Linked DNA regions of Mus musculus: region 2 is linked to region 1. A link is a contact called in public promoter capture Hi-C data. All regions are on one chromosome and are shown on one strand. Each heading gives the region's core, a stretch centred on a gene start, on an enhancer-like site or on the middle of the called end of the contact. The rest is flanking DNA. Distances are from core to core; before and after follow the strand shown. Region 1 overlaps Tlcd4 (TLC domain containing 4). Region 2 overlaps Rwdd3 (RWD domain containing 3).

Region 1 (6,195 bases), core at 2,450-4,949:
GAGGAAATTTCAATTGCTACAATTTCAATTACTCATTTGACAGTATTGTTTTAATTATATATAGATAAATTACCTGTTTCTCTTTGACTCAGTTTTCTCATCTATAAATTGAAAGAGTTGGTCGGATAATGTCTAAGAATCATTTAAGCCAAAGTCATAGACCATTGCCTGCAATAACAAACACAAAATAAATTACAAAGTTAAAAATTGATTGTACTGTGAGACACAACACTGAATACAAAGGTTAAACTTTAGGAAGTAAGTGATGTAAAAGGAACCATCCAGGCTGAAAAATAGCTCAGCAGATAAAAGACCTTGCGACCCTGCAGGGAACTAGAATTTAGATCCCAGCACCCACAGCGAGTGACTTACAACCTTCTGTAAGTCAGAAGGGAATCCATTTCAGGCCCATGGTATCCAACACCCTTTTCTGACCTCTATGGGGACTGCACTCATGTCTGCACAATGATACGCATACACACAATTAACTATTAAATAAACCTGCAGGGCAGTGGTAGCTCATGCCTTAAGGCAGAGACAGGTGGCTATATGTGGCTTTGAGCCAGTCTGGTCTATAGAGCGAGTTCCAGAACAGCCAGGGCTAACAGAGAAACTTTGCCTCAAAAATAAATAAATAGAGATAGATAGATAGATAGATAGATAGATAGATAGATAGATAGATAGATAGATAGATAATAGATCTTTAACTATCTGTGGCTTTGAGCCAGTCTGGTCTATAGAGCGAGTTCCAGAACAGCCAGGGCTAACAGAGAAACTTTGCCTCAAAAATAAGTAAATAAATAAATAAATAAATAATAGATCTTTACAAAACAAAAGCCATATTACTGTAACTATAAGTTTGTGATAATGTTAATATTTTTCCTTAGACCAAAAACACTCCACAGCTTTTTATCTCATTTTTAAAACTGTATTATTTACTTTAAAAAATAAAATAAAGCAAAGGCGCGTTGGAACAGTTAATGGAAAGAGCAGTAATGCCCACATACATGTATACACATACATGTACACACATACATGTACACACATACATGTACACACATACATGTACACACACACTCAAAGTATGCTTTTTATATTGTTGAGCTGAACTTTTATTTGGCTCCTAAAAAAGTCTTAGGGCCAGGCATGGTAGCAGATGCTTTTTATCCCAGCAGGTGGGAAGCAGATATCAATGATTTGAGGCTAACCTGGTCTACAAAGTGAGCTGGAAGATAGAACAACAGAGAGACCCTGTCTCAAAAAGAGAAAGAAAAAAAAAATCTTAAGTATGTTCAGACCAAAAAGAGCCAAAGCGTTTGCTCATATCCAGCAGCCGAGCGTCTCTGAGAGGCCGGTCAGGTGAGAGGGAGGGAAATGAATCAACACACGTGTTCAAGCTCCCGATGTGAAGAAAGGAAGTCACCTCCTGAAGCCAACTCACCAGAGAGAACAACAGGTCATTGCCTAAGCGGTAGCATTGAGCCCACTTCATCCCCTGCCAACCAGGACATCATCTGAATCAGTCTCCCACAGTGTTCCTTCAGAATATAGACAGCACTATGTCTATAGTGAGTTCTCGTCTCCCTCCCTCCCCTTCCTGGCTCTCTGCCCCCACCCCTTGGTGTAAGCTTGGTAAAATTATTGATGTTGCCATTTTTCTCTGTACGACTCCACTAACTTTATTGCATACTTACTTTTTATATTTCTTTTAGTTCAATGTGTGTACTGGACATTAAAAAATCAATTTGTGGCCTTTTAGTCTAGGTTTACCATTAATCACATAATACAGGAAAGTAGGCTTGGTACATCAACTAAATGTGTTATGACAGAACTATGTGCCACCTTTCCTAGAGGTAAAACAAGTGCAAACCTGGAAGCCAGGAGATAACTAGCTAGAGAGAATGGAGTCTACACCCAACAGTGAGCATGGTTTGCCTGAAGGCTTGGGATGCTCGCCACTGGCCCTGGGCACGGGCTGCTGGCACTTTTGTTAAAATTCAGTGTATACACAGGCATTTCTTGACTGCTTCCTAAAAGTTGTCATAAAACTTATTGCACATTACCAAGTTTGTGAATTACTAACTAACTAATACCCTAAAGAAACCACTAGCAATTCACCATTAAGAAATGCATTTCGGGGCCAGGAGTGGTAGTGCATGCTTTTACTCCCAGCAGTTGTGCCACTAGGGAGGCAGAGACAAGTCGATTGCTGTGAATTCACACAGACAGACAGACAGACAGACAGACAGACACGGCCAGCCTGGTCTACGGGGGAAAAATGTCTAAAAAGAAAAAAGAAGGGGGCTGGTGAGATGGCTCAGTGGTTAAGAGCACCGACTGCTCTTCCAAAGGTCCTGAGTTCAAATCCCAGCAACCACATGGTGGCTCACAACCATCTTTAATGAGATCTGACTCCTTCTTCTGGAGTAGTCTGAAGACAGCAACAGTGTACTTACATATAATAATAAATAAATAAATCTTAAAAAAAAGAAAAAAGAAGAAAAAGTTAAAAAAAAAAAAAGAAAAGAAAAAATAAAGACAGTATCATATGGGCCCAAAAGGTGACTCAGTAAGTAAAAGGCACTTGTCACCAAACCTGACACCCGAGTTCCAACCCCAGGATCCACGGGTGGATCCAGGACATCAATTCCTGCAAATCGTCCTCTAACCTCCACATGTATGTCTTAACACATATACAAGGACACACATACACACATCACACACATAACACATACACACACCTACATATACATGCACACATCATGCAAACACACATACATTAAATAGATACAGATTTTTTTAAAAAAAATTTTTAAATATATATATTACTTCCCCCGAGTCCTAGTTTTCATGAATGAATTGTTATGGTGGACAAATATTTTATTTTTTTTTTTTAAAGATTTCTTGCCGGGTGTGGTGGCACACGCCTTTAATCCCAGCACTCGGGAGGCAGAGGCAGGTAGATTTCTGAGTTCAAGGCCAGCCTGATCTACAAAGTGAGTTCCAGGACAGCCAGGGCTATACAGAGAAACCCTGTCTCGGGGGGAAAAAAATGTGTATTAGTGTTTTGCCTGCACGTATGCATGTATGTAAACCCAGTGCACAGCTGGTGCAGGCAGAGGCCAGAAGAGGGAATCACATTCACTGGAACTAGAGTTACAGATGGTGCGAGTCTAATCTAAGCACATGGGTGCTTAGATTCGAACCCAGGTCCTCTGAAAGGATGGTAAGTGCTTTTAACTGCTGAGTCATCTCTCCAACCCCCAATACTTTATACTTTCAACAGATTTACTGTCTGTTTTCTTGGGGTATATATGATGAGAGGATTTCTCTGCCAAGGGAGGGGGCTCCATTTATAACTAAACAAAGAATACCATATATTCGAGCTGTGGCTTCTACTAAGGGCTCAACAGACAGAAGCTAATTAAATTGCTCTATCTCAGATCTGCTTCTGAATAAGCAGCTGCTTGCTTAATTGGTCATGTCAAATAAAGACCTCATCTGGAGATTACTTAAATGTCCTCCAGAAAGCTAAGGCCTCTTGGTAGCAGCAGTTGCCCATGCCCGTCCACTTCAGGTGCCAATCAGAAGATGGAAGGGTAACAATGGACAGAGAAAATGACGTCTAATATTAGCCTAGACAGAGGGCCTTTACGGACTTGGCAATCACTAAGCACTGGAAATCACAGTGAGAGTGGAGAAGCATTAAGCCTCATTCATGTTCCTCTACGTGTGGCCAGCAGCTGGCAGGAGGCGAGGAAGCTGGCCTAGTGGGAGTTGGCCTAGAAAAGAGCGGCTGAAACAGACGGGGAAAGTGTACGAGACTGTTGAGAAATGAAGTCTACCATACAATCAATCAGCTGTCTTGATCCACAAGAATTGTAGACACTAGAGGAACTTCCATTATCTGCTGAGTACAATTCTGCTTGCTTGTCCTTTCCCCGAGAGATGGTCTTAGGTCACAAACGAGCTTAGCCCTCTCTTTCCCCTCACTAGAGATCCCTTCTCCTGTAGGAGGACACCCATTCTCATCTCTGGATGCATGGTCCTGGAAATGGCAAAAAGCCGTTCACATCGTCACCTCAGAACTGTCAATACAGCCAACATTTGTCACTGTCAGCTGTATACCAGGCTTTGTGTGTGTGTGTGTGTGTGTGTGTGTGTGTGTGTGTGTGTGTGTATGTGTGTGTGTATGTGTGTGTGTGTGTGTGTGTGTGTGTGTGTGTGTGTGTGTGTGTGTGTGTGTGTAGAGCGCTAAATGGGAGAAGCCACCTTGTGAGCCAGCAGGAAGGCAAGGATTCAGGGTGTACCATGATGTTCCTTCCTCACTAGCAAAGAATACCCAGCAGACGTACTGGTGAGGAGCTATCTAGTGGTAGCCAATGACTTGAATCAGAGGGTAATGAGGGAAGAAAACATTCTCTTTGGGTGCAGAGGTCGGAGTCATTCCTCAGGAGCCGTCTTCTCTGTTTTCTTCTTGAGACATAATGTCTCATTGGTCTGGACCTAGCTCAAAATAAGCTACACTAGAGAGTCAGTGAGCCTCCATCCATCTGCCTGACTCTTACCTTCCTAGAACTGACATTCTTTTCTTTAAACATGGTTCTGAGAATCAAACTTAGGTCCTTATGTTTGTCTGGTTAGCACTTTATTGAAATACCAACTAGATGCTTTGAGGCAGAAGAAGCTCAAACAACTCAGTTCCCCTGAGAGTGTTTAGAACCAACTCCTCACCCACTAGCACAGCCCAGACCCTCATTTCCCCCCACTCATTATTCCCTTGTAAGTACAGGGATTTCTGGGGGAATGTATTTGAATCACTCAGACATGCAAGTAAGAAACACTGCCTCGATGTGTAGTGTAGGGGCCCGGGATAGGGCTGTGTGTGTGTCTTTAAGAGCAACAGGGCAGAAAGAAGCTGAGAACAATGCCCCACTCATGCTTAGCATTCCTTCTCCATCCTAGCAAGCTCCCTTCCCCATTTTCCACATTTATTTCAATACACAGGGCAGCCAATCTCCAGTTGTCCCCCTCTTCTGATAGAAACGATTCTCATTTCACCTAGAGGGCTACCAGGCAAACTCTTAGCTTGGCAATGTTTGCTGCCTCGTTGTATGGAGCCTCCTCTCTGCATACTAGACTCTGCCTGGCTCTGCATCCTCACGCCTAACACAGCTCTGGTTATGTGCAGCTCTGGTACTCACCCCGCTCCCCCATCCCCGCAGTGTACCAGTGCACCAGGGCTGGATGGTCCCCTACAGGATCACACAGGTCCCACAGCTCTGTGTCCCAAGATGAGCTGAGCCTAAAGCAGCCCTTCCTCCAAGCCAAGCCTTCACAACCCAGTGAACAGCACTATCTCACTTTCCTCTTCCCATCCCCCAACCTACATCAGCTCAGCCATCACTGATGCCCTCCCGTGTCACCCCCACAAAGTGGCAGCTCTTAAAAGACTGGAGGATGTCAAATAAAAGGCAAACTTGAGTCCTGCAAAGTTCCAAACATTTCTCGTGATGGATTTGTGACTGAAAAAAATGTGACTGGCTAGCAAAACTTGGCGAATCCTAAGCTAGTTAATGGGTCATACAAAGAACTGGATCTCTCTCCTGGCTGATACATTTGACTACAAATCACAAAGGAAAAAAAAAAATTCTGACAGGGTAAACTTAAGAAACACACACATTGAGACAGAGAGAGATAGAGACAGAGAGACAGACAGACACAGAGAGTGCCCTAACGGTGTAACAGTGAGAGATAACCATATAATAAATAAATCATGCACAAGGAAACGAACCTCAAACTCACTTAAAATCAGGCTAGGAAAAGTATACCTTTCTGTCAAAAGTATGAGTACCCGTTTACCCAGAATTAATCACATATTAAAGAACTGTTAAGTCTGTCTAACTAACGCAGTGGGCTTAGAAATAAATTACACCATGAAGAGCTGATGGACTCTGCAAGGAGATTTCTTAAAAAGGACTCAATAGGCTAGAGGTCTCGCCTGACATGAGCGAAGAAGTCCTGGTTTCTAACCTAGCACCATATAAACCAGGGGTGGTGACGGATGCCTGTGACCCCAGAACATTTGGTATCACTTTAGTCTCAGCTACTTAACTTGCCTTAACTGAACCTTGGTTCCCCCAACAGCAAACCCAACGAGGCTCTCACGGGAAGATCAGTCTGCTCCTTAGGGTG
Region 2 (6,195 bases), core at 1,559-4,058, 79 kb before region 1:
CACGGTCCTGATCCTAGTATACAATCTTATAAATAAATAAATAAATAAATAAATAAATAAATAAGATAAAATAACAGGCAAATATATGTAAAATGACATTTTAGAGAATGTTATTTTAAAAATGCACTTCTCTGAACTAGTGGAACTATAATCATAAAAACATATACATGTTAGTAACTCATGAGTCTGTCGGCAATTGCTGCATTTATTCTAATGTGCCTGAGCTGATTAGACAATCGGGGCCTTAGGTAAATGTGAACAAGGAACTGTTCTCCACTTTCGTCGGCTAGCATGTTACTCTAAAGGGTCAAGGGCTATAGTGCACACAGACTGCCTCAAAATCTGCCGTCCCTTGGTTAGGCCCCACTGCAGGCTATAGATTAAATCCGGTTTCTTACTTTATCCATACCAGAACCCAGCGTGGACCTTGTTAAGCAAATGTCAATGAAGGCTGGGCTTGGGGAAACTCTAGGCTGCTGTCCTTCGACACTAAGATTACAGGTTGTTCACGATCAGTCTGTTTTAAGTAAAATCCTCTGTAACGGGGCATGACTCACTCTGACACTGCAAAACGTATGAAGTGATCTGTAGCTCTGTTAAAATGTAAGGCATAATAAGCAGGTTTCCTTGTCTGGCTCCTCATAAAACAGGCTAGGGGGCTTCAGGATGAGAGCTCGGGAAGCTGAAGATGAGGGCTTTGAAGGCAGCTGCTGGGACAAGTCAGGTGGAAAGAAGAAGTCTGGAGGAGGTGACAAGCTGACAGTCCTGGCGACCCTGCTTCCTCTGAGGCTGGCTCCTGGCTGTAAAGGACAAGCCTTCCTCTCAGGCACTACAGGTACAACACTGAAGTGTCAGGATGCGCTTCTAAGCGCCTGCATGTTAGGAAATTTGCAGACTACTCACAAACATACTCCTTGCTGTGCTGAGCTGTGGAAAAAATTAATATGGACAAGTTTTTTGTTCTTGTTTATACAGATGCAGTTTACCATTAATAGGAAACAAATACATGTCCTTGGACTTTTCCAAAACTGGGGCTGGTGCTAGAGAGATAACTCGGCGGTTAAGAGCACTTCTTGGTTCCCAATACCCAAAGGCAGCTATCCAGTTCCTAGGGAGCCAACACCCTCTTCTGGCTTCCTTGGGCACTGTACATATATACATGCAAGCAAAACACGCATACACATTTTTAAGAAAATAAGAAATAAAAAAAAACTGTCATTTCATTGAGTGGCATAATTTTTACATTATAATCTTATGCTAATCCTGAACCTTGCAAGTTTATAGCTGTTGTTAGGGACAAGATAGATAGATAGATAGATATGTATATTTTAAAAAAACAACTGGGGAAAGATGGTTGGGTGCCTAGAGAGATGGCTCAGTGGTTAGAACTTGGTTGCTCTTCCGGAGGCTGTGTTTGATACCCAGCTCATAGCTCGAAGCTCCCAGGAGATCCAACCCCCTCCTCCAGGCTCTGTGAGCATCAGAGGCTTTTCTAAACGTTTACACGAGGTGCACAGACACATCCCGACAAAACACCCAGACACAAAAGATAAACAAATATAAAGAATAGAGGAGAAAAAAAAAAAAAAACAAAGTACCATTTAACACGATGATAGGCAAATCAGAAACACCATGCTTCGACTAGCTCACTGTTATAAAACACACTTAAAAATGCACCATATTTAAGAGAAAGCAAGTAGATTCATATTCAAAATGAAGTTTTCCAGCACCTTGATGTTGCTTCTGTCTCCTTGTAGTAAAATCAGTATTAATTTACCCATGAACATCAGTCTTCCTGTCAGCCTTAACTCTGAAGCCCACTTCTCCACGGCTTTGACATATTTAGTCCTCGCTCTCATGTGATCTAAACGCAAAAGAGTCATCCACGGTCCATCGTCCCCCGTCGCACTTTCTGGCAAAGTGCACTTCTCATGGCTGCTGGCGGTCTCCGGCTGGCTGAGGACAAGTCTGAGATTCTGCTGGATCCAAAGAACCAGCTCGTGAACCATCGGTTCTGACACGAGCTTCCTGGCTTCTCCAAGTAACTTCTCCTTCGCGGTAACACACTGGGCCCTGGTCAGATGTTCCGAGGTAACCGAGATGCCGGGTAGACACAAAGGGTAACCAACTGGTAAATGGAACGCCAACTCTAAGGGCACATCCTCACCCACAAGTCCTTCAGCTGTTGTGTGAATTCTAAACACAGCCCCATCTGTCTCTGGAAGACATCCAAAAATAATCATTAGCTCCACATAATTCAATCTCAATGGAATACTAATCAGTTAAAAAAATTTCCCTTTCAAACCTCAGTTTATTGCTCATAGGAAAACGCTGAGTTTATTTTATGAAGAGACACACAAGGCAAAAAAGCCATGATTTACAGGTTAATCCCCCCTGCCATAAACACACATGAACAGTGCCACGCAAATGTACTTGCAATTCACTCTCTTTATCACCCATTTTTTATGAAATTATCAAAAAAAGGCAGTTTGATTTATACAATTTCCATCCATAATTTACTGGTAATTACGAAAATCACAAATCAGCCCTTATAGGTGTTCAATGGAGCAGCAGCATGTATAGGGAAGGTGTAAGGAGTCCACTCCAAGTTATTTGTGGTGAGTCACACGGAACCTGGGTGGTGGCAGGGCCATGTGACACCGGTGACCATCTGTGACACTGAACGTGGGGGGTTGGGGGGGTACCTACTCTTCTGATTCCGATCCACTCACGTCAGTGTAACATGAAGGCAGCAGGATGAACTGAAACTGGGCGGACATCCGTTCAGCCTCCACTGACTCCACAAGGGGCAGAGCACGCCTAGGAGACGAGAGGAAATCTGCTCTCTTTCAGATGTGCTTGGCTTCCCCACTCTGATGTGTTCCACATCACTTCACCCCACTTTCCAAAAAGTTGATAAAATGTCAGGCTAATTCATTCTGCAGGGAGCAGAAGCACCCTGATCAGAGAAAGGAGACGGGAGCCAGGTCCAGACACAGGGCTATGTGGCCAGTCTGCCTCTCTGCCTTCTTTCTCTGCCCCTGTTCTATTTCTCAGCACAGAAGCAGCCAGATCCTACACCTGGATGGCTGCCTCAACAATGGACACCCAAACACAGCCTCCATTTTAAAGAGCCTAACAGAACACTGAAATCACTTCTTAGCCATCTGATCCCAATGGTATCTAAAAGCTGTTGTTACACAGATTCATACAGGACCTAGCACATCTGTTAGAGTTTTTCTTTAATGGATGTCAATACCAGCTGCCAGGAACTACTATTTTCAGACCCCATCCGGAATCAGAGGCAGTAGCTATTGCAAAGACCATATAATATTTTCTTTTACATATGTAATGTATATAGTATTTTTAAAAAAACTTCTCTAAATATTACAGCATACATGCTTCTAAAAGTTATCACATGCTTCAAGTGTCTTTGTTCCTCCTTCCTTCTTCTACTAACATACTGTCATTATTATTGGTGTGTGTGGCCATGGGGAGGCTCAGAGAACAACTTAACAAAACAGTTCTGCTTCATTATCTTGGAGGATTATGGGACTGTCAGACCCATATGCAAGCACCTCCACAAACGGAAACATCTCACTAGCTGCACGTCTCTCCTTTCTTTCACTGAGTTCCTCTTTTCAATGGTATATTTTACTGTCAGAGTAAGCTCCTGTCATTATCAGTTCGATTAATATATATTTGCTATGTAGGACTTTTATGGACCTGTAAACAACACAGGATCACCAGGCAGATTAAACTTGTCGGCAGTCATGCAGCAAGCCTGCATTCCCTCTCATTGAGGGGGTAGAATCTTTAATCTTCAATCATTCATCATTCTACAAGCATACACTGGGTACATGTCAACCCTGTGCACTGTGCTGTTCAGAAAAAGGAATAAGTAAGACACAGATCTGCCACCGTGGTTCAGTCCAGGGTGGACACAGAGCTTCCTGAGTCTACGCCTGCAAAGTCTTCTATTAGAGATGTGTGAACATAAAGGGTTTTTTAGGGGGTTTGTGTGTTTGTGTTTGTGTGTGTGTGTGTGTGTGTAAGAGAGAGAGAGAGAGAGAGAGAGAGAGAGAGAGAGAGAGAGAGAGAGAGAGAAGGGGAGAGAGGGGGGAGAGAGAAAGAGAGACTCTACATAGTCCTGGCTGGCCTGGGGCTTACTATACAGACCAAGCTGCTTCCCAAATGCTGAAATTAATGGCATGCACCTACCACATCCAGTTTTGTGTGTGTGTGTGTGTGTGTGTGTGTGTGTCTGTGTGTGTCTCTGTGTGTCTCTGTGTGTCTCTGTGTGTCTCTGTGTGTGTGTCTCTGTGTGTGTGTGTGTGTCTCTGTGTGTGTGTGTGTGTGTGGCAGGGGGGAGAGGGTGGAAGGAGTTCCCCATGGCCTGAGTTCCTCAGAGTCTGTGGAGCTTTTCTCTGGGTCAGAAAGCAGATGTTTCCTGACCAGCACAATACACATAACATATTCTTTCAAGATCAAAAGCTGAGAAAATTTTCAGCAACTTTCATAAGACTGAAAGGTCTATCTTTTTATTAAATATATTTACGAGATACACAGAAACATTACATTTAAACACATTTATGTAGTGTTTATCATGATATTTTGATCCCTGTAAAGTTTAAATCAAGGTAAACTGATCTCCTGAAGACTGTGGGGTTCTTAAGCCCAGGGGACCTCATGGTGACGAAAACCCTTGGTGTACAGTGACAATGTGTGTACACTCACCAGCACACTACCTCATGCATTACAGTTTGGAGGTAAATAGCATACCACAAGCTCATCTGTTTGCACACTTGGTCTCCAGTGGGTGGCGCTGTTTTGGAAGGTTGTGGAACTTTAGAAATATGGGGCCCTGTCTGAAGAAGTGGGTCTCTGTGGAGTGGACCTTCAAGTTTATTGTCTGGCCATACTTCCTGTGTAATTTCTGCCTTAATCTGTCAGAAGCCACCTAGAAAGGCTAAAGCATGCAAATGAGATTTCTGGAGATGGGTGAGCTCTGAGATGCAGGGTCCTTAGAGACTTCATCCCAGGATTGCTTCTTGCTGCTATGCCTTTCCTGTCACTATTACACAGTCTAATGTTTCCTGGGCATCAGCCCACCCTATCATGCAAACTTCCTGCAGATCAACATGAAGATGTACTCTCATATAGTAAATGCTATATAGACAAATTGATTATTTCACAATTTCTGATAATGATTTTATAGAACTCTTAAATTGACACAAGTAATCTCAAGCCCCCTTAGAATAAAGCTGGAAATAGAGCTCTGTAAACCTTCCCATGGCAAGGTCTAGGATAAGATAACAGGCTTGGAACAAATTTGTGATCAAGGAAAAACACTCATTCTAGTTCAGGTCCAAGGATAAAGCACAGGTGGACATATGATAACAATGTGCCCATGTGAAACTGTTGCTTTGAGCTTATAATGAGTTTATCAAAGGAAGCACCGCTTTGAACATACTATCAGCGTCCTTCTGTAACTCTCCTTTGTGCAACATTTTATCTATGAGCTAATTTTATTTGTTTTTTGTTTGTTTGTTTGTTGTTTTGGTTTTGGGGTTTTTGGAGGGTTTTTTGTTGTTGGGGGTTTTTTTGGTTTTTGTTTTTTGGTTTTTTTTTTTTTTTTTTTTTTTTTTTTTTTTTTGGTTTTTCAAGACAGGGTTCCTCTGTGTGGCCCTGGCTGTTCTGAACTCACTATGTAGACCAGGCTGGCCTCAAACTCAGAAATCTGCCTGCATCTGCCTCCCAAGTGCTGGGACTAAAGGCATGCACCACCACACCTGGCGGGGTAATTTTATAAAGAACTTTTGTCTAAGAAGGTATAAATTGCCAAAGAGAAGAAATAAAATTTGGCATTTTGAGCTCTGCTCCATCCACCAAATGTATATGTGTGACTGTCTATAGGTACATACATACATACATACATACATGTGTAGGTATACGTGTATGTATGCAAGTATACATGAACACTTGTGGAATTGTTGAAGCAGGTGGTCAGGCCTGACCAAAGTGTGTGTGTCTGTGTGTGTCTATGTGTATACTTGAATTCTCTCATTATTCCTCTTCTTTTCTCTCTGGCTCACAAAGAGTTCTCTCCAGGCCAGCAAGGGGCCAAAGAGAAAGTAAGTTTTTTGGTTTTTTTTTTTTTTTCCTTAATCCCTTCCTGCTTACAGCAGAAGTTAA

What was found. Capture Hi-C pulls out chosen DNA fragments and counts their contacts.
Region 2: a promoter capture Hi-C map of pancreatic islet shows a contact between it and region 1. The contact joins two enhancer-like sites. A contact is called at or near these places in 2 of 39 promoter capture datasets (embryonic stem cells and liver), 3 of 484 Hi-C or Micro-C datasets (the N1E-115 cell line, myocytes and nephron progenitors), 1 of 115 datasets of contacts at active chromatin or transcription factors (embryonic stem cells) and 3 of 9 other capture datasets (adipose tissue, liver and pancreatic islet).

What each region holds. Positions count from the first base shown.
Region 1 is chr3:121,235,597-121,241,791 of GRCm38.p6, forward strand. Tlcd4 (TLC domain containing 4) reads right to left here. Exons shown (of 8, transcript NM_001355678.2): 2 at 74-168. Among named protein-coding and RNA genes, the nearest start is that of Tlcd4, 24 kb to the right of the region's middle. Within about 2 kb of position 3,700, at least 59 of the 459 cell types and tissues checked have an H3K27ac peak or open chromatin away from gene starts, as enhancers often do. A contact at or near this core is called in pancreatic islet, where this site is marked.
Region 2 is chr3:121,157,038-121,163,232 of GRCm38.p6, forward strand. Rwdd3 (RWD domain containing 3) reads right to left here. Exons shown (of 5, transcript NM_028456.3): 2 at 1,731-2,218. Among named protein-coding and RNA genes, the nearest start is that of Rwdd3, 12 kb to the right of the region's middle. Within about 2 kb of position 2,809, at least 42 of the 459 cell types and tissues checked have an H3K27ac peak or open chromatin away from gene starts, as enhancers often do. A contact at or near this core is called in pancreatic islet, where this site is marked.